Regions from separate parts of the Danio rerio genome. Here all the other regions are linked to region 1. Evidence: chromatin contacts called from public Hi-C and Micro-C data. All regions are on one chromosome and are shown on one strand. Each heading gives the region's core, a stretch centred on a gene start, on an enhancer-like site or on the middle of the called end of the contact. The rest is flanking DNA. Distances are from core to core; before and after follow the strand shown. Region 1 has its middle 500 kb from the start of tns1b. Region 2 overlaps igfbp2b (insulin-like growth factor binding protein 2b). Region 3 holds the start of igfbp5b (insulin-like growth factor binding protein 5b).

What was found. A called contact is a pair of places that touch in the nucleus more often than the background predicts.
Region 2: a contact with region 1 is called in a Hi-C map of an unstated tissue, with 6 times the contacts expected there. The contact joins two enhancer-like sites. A contact is called at or near these places in 2 of 18 Hi-C or Micro-C datasets (caudal fin and an unstated tissue).
Region 3: a Micro-C map of caudal fin shows a contact between it and region 1, with 12 times the contacts expected there. The contact joins the promoter of igfbp5b here to the enhancer-like site in region 1. A contact is called at or near these places in 2 of 18 Hi-C or Micro-C datasets (caudal fin and an unstated tissue) and 3 of 4 datasets of contacts at active chromatin or transcription factors (caudal fin, embryo and pancreas).

Annotation. Positions count from the first base shown.
Region 1 is chr9:49,234,811-49,238,257 of GRCz12tu, reverse strand. No RefSeq gene overlaps it. Among named protein-coding and RNA genes, the nearest start is that of tns1b, 500 kb to the left of the region's middle. Within about 2 kb of position 1,952, at least 17 of the 62 cell types and tissues checked have an H3K27ac peak or open chromatin away from gene starts, as enhancers often do.
Region 2 is chr9:48,593,273-48,596,719 of GRCz12tu, reverse strand. The region is part of intron 1 of igfbp2b (insulin-like growth factor binding protein 2b); the gene reads right to left. Among named protein-coding and RNA genes, the nearest start is that of igfbp2b, 36 kb to the right of the region's middle. Within about 2 kb of position 1,624, at least 3 of the 62 cell types and tissues checked have an H3K27ac peak or open chromatin away from gene starts, as enhancers often do.
Region 3 is chr9:48,654,523-48,657,969 of GRCz12tu, reverse strand. It overlaps igfbp5b (insulin-like growth factor binding protein 5b), which reads left to right and starts at 1,824. Exons shown (of 4, transcript NM_001126463.1): 1 at 1,824-2,514. The coding sequence starts at 2,187. It overlaps LOC141376210 (a long non-coding RNA gene), which reads right to left. Exons shown (of 2, transcript XR_012385640.1): 2 at 2,019-3,447.

The sequences.
Region 1 (3,447 bases), core at 703-3,202:
AACCATCGTTATACAATAACTTGCCCAATTACCCTACCCTGCCTAGTTATTCTAATTAACCTAGTGAAGCCTTCAAATGTCATGTTAAGCTGGATACTAGTATCTTGAAAAATATCTAGTAAAATATTATTTACTGTCATTATGGCAAAGATAAAAATAAATCAGTTATTAGAGATGAGTTATTAAAACTATTATGTTTAGAAATGTGAAAAAAAATAAAAAGGGGGATATACAATCTAAATGTATATACAATTGAAGTCAGAATTATTAGCCCCCCTGATTTACCCCATGCGAACATGGGGAGAACATGCAAACTCCACACAGAAATGCCAACTGATCCAGCCGCGGCACAAACCAGCGACCTTCTTGCTGTAAGGCGATCGTGCTACCCACTACACCACTGTGACGCCTCATCTTATTTTCTTACTACATTAAATTAAGTAGAAACGTTGTTTGGGCAGATACACAAAACAGCACCAGAGCTTAAATAAGACACATGAAATAATAATAAAAAAAAACATTAAAAAAAAACATTATATGAATAATTAAGCTTATAAAAAGGATTTTTAGATATTGAAAAACATGATTTTGTTTTTGAAGTCTTGTTTTTTAGTAACAGTGGTACAGTACCTTAAGCAAAAAGTAAAAAAATAACATCTTTGTAGGTTTGCACTCAAAAATGCAGCATTTTAGTTACTTAAAATAGCATAAAACAGTTACCACCCCACTGTAAAAACCAAAAAGTTAAGCTAACTCAAATCATTTGAGGAAACTGATAGCAACAAATCATTTAGGTTCCAAAACTAATCCAAATGAGTACAGCGAACTTAATCCATTTAAGTTGGAGGTATTTAATTAACTCATTCCCTTCAACACTGAGTTTAAAACTCTTTTCAAATGAGTAGAATTACCTTTAAGTAAATTGAGTTAACTACACTGATTTTATTTGATAAAGTTGACTGTTGGGTTTAACAGTGCAATTTTGCATCTACACTGTAAAACCCGATAAGTTCACTCAAACTGTTAAAGGAAACCGATTGCGGCAAACCATTTAGGTTTTGAAACAAAATGGTTTGAGTATTGTGAACTTATATATTGTGTCACATGTATCATTTGTGCTGATATCGTAAAATGTTTAAGTTACTAATACTAAAATGCTAAATACAAAAATTTTAAAGTTCAGTTATCAAATTACTATTAGTTCAATTAACTTAAATTAAGTTCAAACAACTATATAGCTACTCAAATGGTTTAGTATTCCTTCTAGCATTAGGGTTAAAACAAAACAGTCACTTTATCAAATGGAATGAGTGTAAAGAACTCGAAATTTAATGAAAGTTAATTCTAAAGGGCTTTGAACTCAGTGTTGGAGGTAAAGAGTTAATTAAATACCTCATTACTTCAACTTAAACAAAATATAACAGTACTCGTATAGATAGTTTAACTCAAATGGTTTGTAGCAATCGGTTTTGTCAAACGGTTTGAGTTGCCTTTACTTGTTGAGTTTTACAGTACTCAATTGGTTTGAGTTCTCTTTATTTATTGGGTTTTAATGTGCTCAAATTGCTTCCTTTACTCAAATGAATTAAGTTCACAGTACTCATTTGGATTAGTTTTTGAACTTAAATGGTTTGTTGCAATCGGTTTCCTCAAATGAGTTACCATTACTTTTAAGGTTTTCCAGTGTATAATTCATTAATTCATAACTCATTCGATTAGAGTTCTGCTTAATATAATCATTGAAAATTAGTTTTGGTAACTCATAAACATCATAAAAGAGTCAAAGTAACTTTTTTTTTTTATTATATGTTAAACTAACTTATTTCATTTAGTGACTGTCAAGTTTTACAGCGTACAGATAACTAAAACGTTATATCTTTGGTCAAATGACAGGCCCAAAATGATTCCTGCAATTACAGGCCTACACCATTTGATGTCAGTGTTGACCCTTCCTAAAACAAGCTGCCCGGGCAAGCCTCTGAAGCAGAAGATGCAGGCCGGAGCGAGCTTATCTGTCCTTTTACAGAGTAACGCTGCATTATTGATGCTGGTAGAGAGTTAGATAAGGCCTCAGAAGAATTTCAGACACTCTCTGTTAGCCCGAGTCTGTCTTTTTGGAGATCTCAGCGATGTGTGACTGGAAGAGCTGTCCGCCCTCGACACCCAAACAATGGAGCCAGTTTAGTCCCACAGTTTATACACACCGTATCGCTCCAGGAAAACATCTCTGTTAGACGTTACGGCCAGTGGAAAAGTACAACACCACGTTTTGAAGTGTGTGTGGGCCAATATCTTTTTTTCTTTGTTGTTTCTTTCCTGCAAATGTCATTGTGATTTTGGAAACTGCTCTCGGCAGGGGGTCCAAATGACAAGATGAGAGGAATTAGGCAGTCCATTTAAGGCCGAAGAGGGGATAACCCTCTAATCTGAGCGGGCTTTGTGCGCTATAGGGAGGAAATCTGAAAATCAATATTTCGTCTGGTTGTAATCTTCCTGGAGAACAGGTGTCCTCTCGCCTGGCAAAGCCTCTTGTCCTCGCATCGCACATCAATGGTGGCAGCTTTAGGAGGGAGACGCCCTTTCAAAGTGAGGATTGGATGGCGCTCTCCGAGGAGCTGACCTGAAATCATACTCGAGGCTGAAGAAGAGGTGCTTTATATATTGGAAAAATCAGATATTGTGATATTTTAATTTTCTGTGGTGAATATTGTGATATGAATAAAGTTTCACAAGATGGTCTTGTGGACTGTTAGAAGAGTCTAACAGTATTGAGGTACAGAGAGTGAATCACCACAATGCAAAGAATGCTTTTCCTACTTTGAGTCTCATTTCTAGTCCAAATATATAAAATTTTGTAGATCAAGTAAAAATATATTTTTTTCAATGTTAAAATGAAGAATTTTTCCTTAAAACAAGCTAAATTACCTACAAGTGGGGGAAGCAAAATAATCTTGTTTTTACTTTGAAATGTAGTTATTTGGACAATTTTATTATTATTTTATGGTAACACTTTACAATAAGGTTCATTAGTTAATGCATTTACTAACATGAACTAATCATGAACAACACATGTACAGCATTTATTAATCATAATTGAACATTTACTAATGCATTATTAACATTCAAGTCCATGCTTGTTAACATTAGTTAATGCACCATGAGTTAACATGAACTAACAGTGAACAACTGTATTTTCATTTACTAACGTTAACTAACATGAACAAATACAGTAGTAGATGTATTGTTCATTGTTTGTTCATGATAGTAAATGCATTAATTAACATTAACTAATAAACCTTATTGTAAAGTGTGACCTATTTTATTTATTTACGAGCGCCTATTATGCTTTAAAAAGGGTCATATTTTGGTTTTGGGGGTCTCCAACAACTGGCTGATATGCATGCAAGGTCAACAAACACTTTCATTGTCTTATAATAAGCATTTATT
Region 2 (3,447 bases), core at 375-2,874, 640 kb after region 1:
TCTCTCGGGTTTAGACAGAATGGTCTGAAAAAGAGAAAATATCCAGTGAGTGGCAGTTCTGTGGGCGCAAATGCCTTTTTGATGCCAGATGTCAGAGGAGAATGGCCAGACTGGTTCAAGCTGACAGAAAGGCAACAGTAACTCAAATAACCACTCGTTACAACTGAGGTATACAGAAGAGCATCTCTGAACAGTAAAAATAGGAAACTGAGGCAAAAACAAAATTGTTTGGTTGGACTTTAGTTGAGTTTTTATTGTTTGAATGGCCACTGGGCTACTTTTATAGTGAAAACCTGGCAGCCCTGGCAAGAACCCACATCTTAATTAATCATCTGAAGGTTTCCATATTGCAAGCCAGCTTCATATCACTTGGCTCTCTTTAAAACATTCTTGGAAAATTCTGTATTATTTGGCAATCACCCATTAAAAACTAAATAAATAAATAAATAACCATTCATTCATTCATCATGGGTCGCTAAAGCAGATTAAACCACCAACTATACCAACATATTTTTCCACAGCAGATGCCCTTCCAGCCACAACCCAGTACTGGAAAACACCCACACATACTCATACACTGCAGATAATTTAGTTTATTCAACTGTACCGCATTTCTTTGGACTGTGGGGGAAATCGTAGCACCCAGAAACCCACTCAAACATGGAAAGAAAATGCCAACTGGCCCAGCCTGGACTCAAACCAGTGACCTTCTTACTGTGTAGTGACGGTACTAACCACTGAGCCATCGTCCCGCCCAATAACTATTCATATAAAAATAAATTATGTACTACTCATATATTTACATCCACTGTATCACTTAAAGTGGTCAGACATTGACAAGTACATTTTCACATGATATTTTGGCATTTAAGAGGTCACTGTACTATAAAATCAGGACTTAAAACTTCATTATTATTACAAAAACTGCTTTTATTGTGGAAAAAATGTGTGTGTTGCATGACTGGATATTGTAGTCCATAAATGGCGGGTTTGTAGTCCTTAAGCGATCCGCAGCTACTAGATTGCTGGTGATCATGACAATGGATGATTATTTTAAGTCCTAAATGTGCCACTTCTATCTAGCACAATGGCATTTCGGTACGTAATAACAATACATTGTAAGAGTCATAATTCGTTTTAATATAATTTATTAAGAGTGATCAAATTCATGTACAGTTTGCACGTTTAGATGTGCTTATTTGTTGATTTCAACCTTACTCTTTTGATTGTAATGGCTTTCTAGGCCTGTATTGGAATGTTTTAAGTAATATTATTAAATAAGAAAAAAAAGAAAGAAAGAAAGAAAGAAAGAAAGAAAGAAAGAAAGAAATAGTTTTTTGACCGGAGTTATTGTAGTGATGCTTTAAAATATAGTAGACATTTTTATTTGGAAAGAGTCAATTTATTGCCTTAAAAAGATTTTTTGAAATTCTGATATGCATACACAAATTTCTACTTAGAATTTTCATACCTGCATGCAAGTTTAATTTTGATCCAAAATGTAATTGCTTTTTAAAAGCCATTGTTAATTAATGAATGCTGCACAGTCCTGTTAGGATAGTCGTTTCGTAACAAATTGACATATTATTTATAGAAATGTGGATTATGGCTCTCAGGTCAAAGACCGCAAAGGATCTTATTTTGTCAATGAAAACAAAGTCAGGATCAGTGTTCTGGCAGCGCATCAAAGCACAGCGGAGAGAGAAAGTTAAAGGCTTGGAATAATGACAGCTCTTGATTCAGATAGCTGCAGAGGCCTGTGAAGAGATATGCGCCCTTTTAAGTCAAAACGTGCCTGGCAACTCACAAGTGAACGACTAATGAAAAAAGACACTTTTATTTGATAGTTCAGGCAAAAGTAACTTTCAGCGTATGTGGGTCATTTCTAAAAACTTTTTAGCCCCAAGCAATTTAGTTTGAGTTGATATACAGGGTGGGCCATTCATATGGATACACCTTAATAAAATGGGAATTGGTGTAGATTTTAACGTTCTGTTTGTAGCACATTAGTATATGTGAGGGGGCTAGTATATAACTCATGAAAGAATAAACTTGCGATTAAAACCAAGCACAACATTGTTTTTCTTGTGAAATTTCCAATAAGTTTATTAAGGCGTCTCCATTTAAATGTATATATACACAGAGTACTGGGAACCACCCATACACACTCATTCACACACACATTCATACACTACAGCCAATTTAGTATCTCCAATTCCCCTATAGCACGTCTTTCAAATGTGGGGGAAACCAGAGCCCCGAGAGGAAACCCACGCTAACACGGGGAGAACATGCAAATTCCTTACAGAAGTGCTAACCAGCCCAGCCGAGACTTAAACCTGCAACCTTCTTGCTGTGAGGCGATAGTGCTAATGACTAGCCAGCATGCTGCCCCATTTACTGTTTGTTGAGGTTTATTTTATTGTACAGAACGTTAATAAATATCCACCAACCTAAGCTACCTACACTTACTTAAAGGTGCAGTTGTAAGTGATGAGCCAAAATGCTAATTGGTTAGCATATTAGTTTAGGACGGCAGGGGAGGGACTGTGTTTCAAAGTCACGCCTCGTGAAATCACGAACGCAACCCACTAGTTCAAATCATTCGCCAGTTAGAAGTGTATGTAGTTGTTGGTCAGCAGCGTGCAGCTACACTTACATGCTATTTCACAGCGAATATTCAGAGTAGCAAGGTTAACAATATAGGGAACGCGTCACATGCTGTCATTGTTCAGAAATGACCCGATGTGAACATAAAAGCAATTTCAGCTCAGTACAGCAGGCTAGGCAGAATAACTGATGTTTTGTTGTTAAACTAAATATAAATCTACATCATCGATGCTGTAAAAAAGGCCTTTATAAAACTGAAAATTGTCACATCAATCTTTCCCCATGAGATTTCAGTGGCTGAACAACACTTTCGTGCATATAACCCATTTGTAACAACAACATCTGCATCAGCTCTGCGTGAAGCTAAAATAGTTTTAAAACACCATGGTTATAGGTAACGAACGTTTTAATGGTACTGGATTGTACGAATGTCCATGTAAAATTATTTTACGATCAGTGGGTTTTTGGTATAGTGTTGTTTGTATACCAGATGCAGTCAAACTTACAAGTACATCTAAAAAAAATTCATTTTGTGTTTGTGGAATTCCATGGTGAACTTTAAAGCACTAGAACTATTATTGACATAAGAATAGAATTCTAATAGCTCCGATTCAGTACCACTCCATATTAAAAACACATTATCAATGTATCGTTTACATAGAACAATAAGTTTGAAATACAAATTCAAAGCAGAATTTAGAATAAACTGTTTTTCAAACATACCACAAAATAGAGATGCAAAACTCTAGGCCATCTTAGAACACATACTCACACCTGATATCTGGAGATGGTAATCAGATCCGAACAAAACGTAATTGTAATGGAGTACTAATTTGG
Region 3 (3,447 bases), core at 575-3,074, 580 kb after region 1:
TTCAGTAAATATGTACAAAGAAACAGGGAAATAACTAATAAGCTAGTGAGCCCTTATATTTATCCAAACATCAAACTATATAAATGTATCTATTGTCTTCAAACATGGTAAACAAAGTTTTTTTACTGCTTATTTGTCAACTAGCCATGTATCAAAACAGCAAGTACATTCTTAACAGCTGATGTCTGTCCATTTGATTCCTGAGTGTGTACAGCAGCACTGTGTAAATCTCCAATAATGAAACATTCAGCAATCATTTCACACACACACACACACACACACACACGCACACACGCACACACACACACACACACACACACAGAGAGAGCCTCTTAGCATTGCTAACAGCTCCTTCTAGCGGTCGAAATCTCCACTAGTCGAACTAAAGCTGCAAGATACTCCACACAGACACACTAGCTGGTTAAAACAAGAGACAGCATGTATGAAAGACCCAGAACAATCAAATGAAGTGAAATATCGTGCGCAGTTCTTTAAACTTGGTATCATACATCTGACAAAGAGATTCCAAAGCAAAACAGAGCAGCTCGTTTCACAGCACTGATGAACTTTACATATGGGACATGTGCAAATGCCATTTTGGAGCGCTCTATAAGGCAAATCAGGGACATGTAAACACAGCAGAGGGCCACTTGGACACTGAGCGAACGGCATGATTAAACAATCGTGTCTGCTAAATCTCATCTTTTCTAAATTGTGGTTTCGGTAGTTCAGAGTTTGGAACAGGTGGGTGTAGATTGCCTATTCTTAAACTACCACCGAGACCACTGTAATTAAAGCTCAAACGAGACTTGGCAACCGAAGGAAAGCCTCTCTGCATGACAGAAAAGAGATTTACCACAGTATTTGCCACACACCTCAGCTGGTTTTAATTGTGCGCTGCGGCGATGGGTATATGAACTTCACTGCTGCAGTCAGAAGTTATTGCTGCGCATTTATACGAGTTGTAACACCATCGGTTTAACCATTTAAAGTTACATGTGTGAAATCTCACTGTTATGAGAAGAAGTTAGTAACACCGGTTACATCTGGCATTTAAATTGCTTTGTAATGAACACAAACGAGTACAAAACTTAGTGTTTTCTACATTTTACTTAAATAGAGATGTGTTATTAGGAATGAATATAAAACTCACATGGTCAGAATTATTGGTTAAAATGGGAGTAGTTGAGATTTGAGCATGGCATAATCGTTCCCTCCAAGCACACTTTGTACTTGACATTAAAGTGAGCAGTTTATGGATAACTGCTGGATTTTAATGTGTAAAAGACTAAAGCGGGGATATTGTGTCAAAGTTTGAGACGCACAGAGCAAAGCGACACAGCGTTGCAGCAGACGCTGAACCGAAACACATCTACCCCTACTCAAACATGTTCTCTGCGCGCACTAATATACGGGTGGTGCCTATATCAGCAGAGCGATCCTAATCGTGCTCTTTTGTGTGTACTCTTCATAACGCATGTGTGAGCGAGCGACTTTATCTTGTCACATACATGTTTCCATCTGACGCGGAATCTGTTGGAAAGCCGACGAGTTCCGTGCACGAATCTGTCGCTCTACCAGCCGCAAAGTGCACGGAAGATCTCAGAGGAGCATATCTTCGATTTTGCATGGATTTGTGTTTTGCTCTGCGCTCTTGGCATCACTGCGTAAAAGACTGATCCTATTGCCGAGGGGGGAAAAAAGGCGCTGGCGCTGCGCCACGATCTGGCAAGTGCGCCTCCCTTCACCGCTGTTTGGCTTATTCATAGTTAGGGGTTTGGGTTTGGCTGTTTTTAAAAAGGCAAGCACTGCTGTGAAGTTGATCAGTCTGCTCAGAAAACTTCTAGAGGGGAAAGTGTTTTGGAATCGGAAAGTCCAGAATTTCAGTGCGCAACAACTTGTGCACAAACTGGACTACTGGAGAATACTCAAGTGAATCTTTTTTAATATATTTATATTAAAAAATCCACAGGATTCTTTCATCATCATTATCATCATCAACGTTATCATCATCATACTTTTTTTAAAGAGACTATTTTTATTTTCTCGTTTTTAAAACCCCAACCTGTGTTTTCACTTTGCATGCGGACTTTAACTCGAATCTGAGCCAGACGTCCATGCGCCCTCATATCTAGTTCTTGCTTCTTTTTAATTTCCATCGGACCTCATTCACATTGACACGAAGTATGGCTCTTCTTGTGCTGGGTACATTTCTGACGGTGTTGTCCGTCAGCGGAGGCTCTTTTGTACCGTGCGAGCCGTGCGATCAGAAGGCGCTCTCCATGTGTCCTCCGGTCCCGGTGGGCTGTCAGCTAGTGAAGGAGCCCGGCTGCGGCTGCTGCTATACTTGCGCTCTGGCGGAGGGGCAGGCGTGCGGGGTGTACACCGGTACATGCACACACGGGCTGCGCTGCCTGCCGCGCAACGGCGAGGAGAAGCCGCTTCACGCCCTGCTGCACGGCAGGGGAGTGTGTACGAACGAGAAGGGATACAAACCACCGCACCCACCCATTGGTAAGTTGACTGGGAAGCAGTGCGCCTTTGTTGCACGGAAGCATTGTTGCGTTGAGATCGTGTATCTGGTGGGAACTTTGTGGCTTGCTCTGATCCTGTTTTATGGCGTGCGCATGTTTCTGCATGAGCTTTTCTGTGTTGTGGCCGGTCTGCGCAGCTCCCTGCTTTTTTTTTTCATCATATTCCAGCGCAAGGATTAGCAAAGCCTGTTTATGTTTCATCCAAAGCCAATTATTAACAAACGATTTCCAAAGTCATCCTAGATGTTGGCTACAGTGCAGCGGGAGCACCGCGTTTTCTGGGAATGTACCATAGTATTTGTGGAACCATTGTGCAAGTACTATTGCACCACTTATGTTTTAATATTTGGATGTAGATTGTTTGTTTTATTCAAAACCATTATTATTACAAGCACGATTGCTGTTGAAAATGTATTGGGCATACAATTGGGCTCAGAGCTACCACTTTTGTAATTTAACATAGTAGTACCATAGTATTGCTTTAAAATTACCTACCATATAATGGCTAAAATAGGCATACAAATGCAATACACTGATAAAGCAATGCATAATTATATTGCTATCTGATATTTTCTTCATCTAAAGTAGAAACTGCAATCATAATATGAACATAAACATGTTTATGAATAAAAGCATTAACATATGATAGTGAATTTCAATATATAGTGAATGTTTAAAGCTGCTCTGATGCTGCATTTCATTTGCACAGACGCAAAGCAGCATCAGACTCACCAGAACTGCATAATTTATGCTGCCCAGAACTCTAAAGACGCCTCAAGAAAGACAACTCCAAACTGTTTTTCTGAGTGTGTGTGTGTGTAGTTATTGCTTGATTTGGCTGTGGTGCTCTATTGACATCAGCAACTCCTCCATTGTTATGATCACACCTCTCATCATTGTATGGTGTACCCAC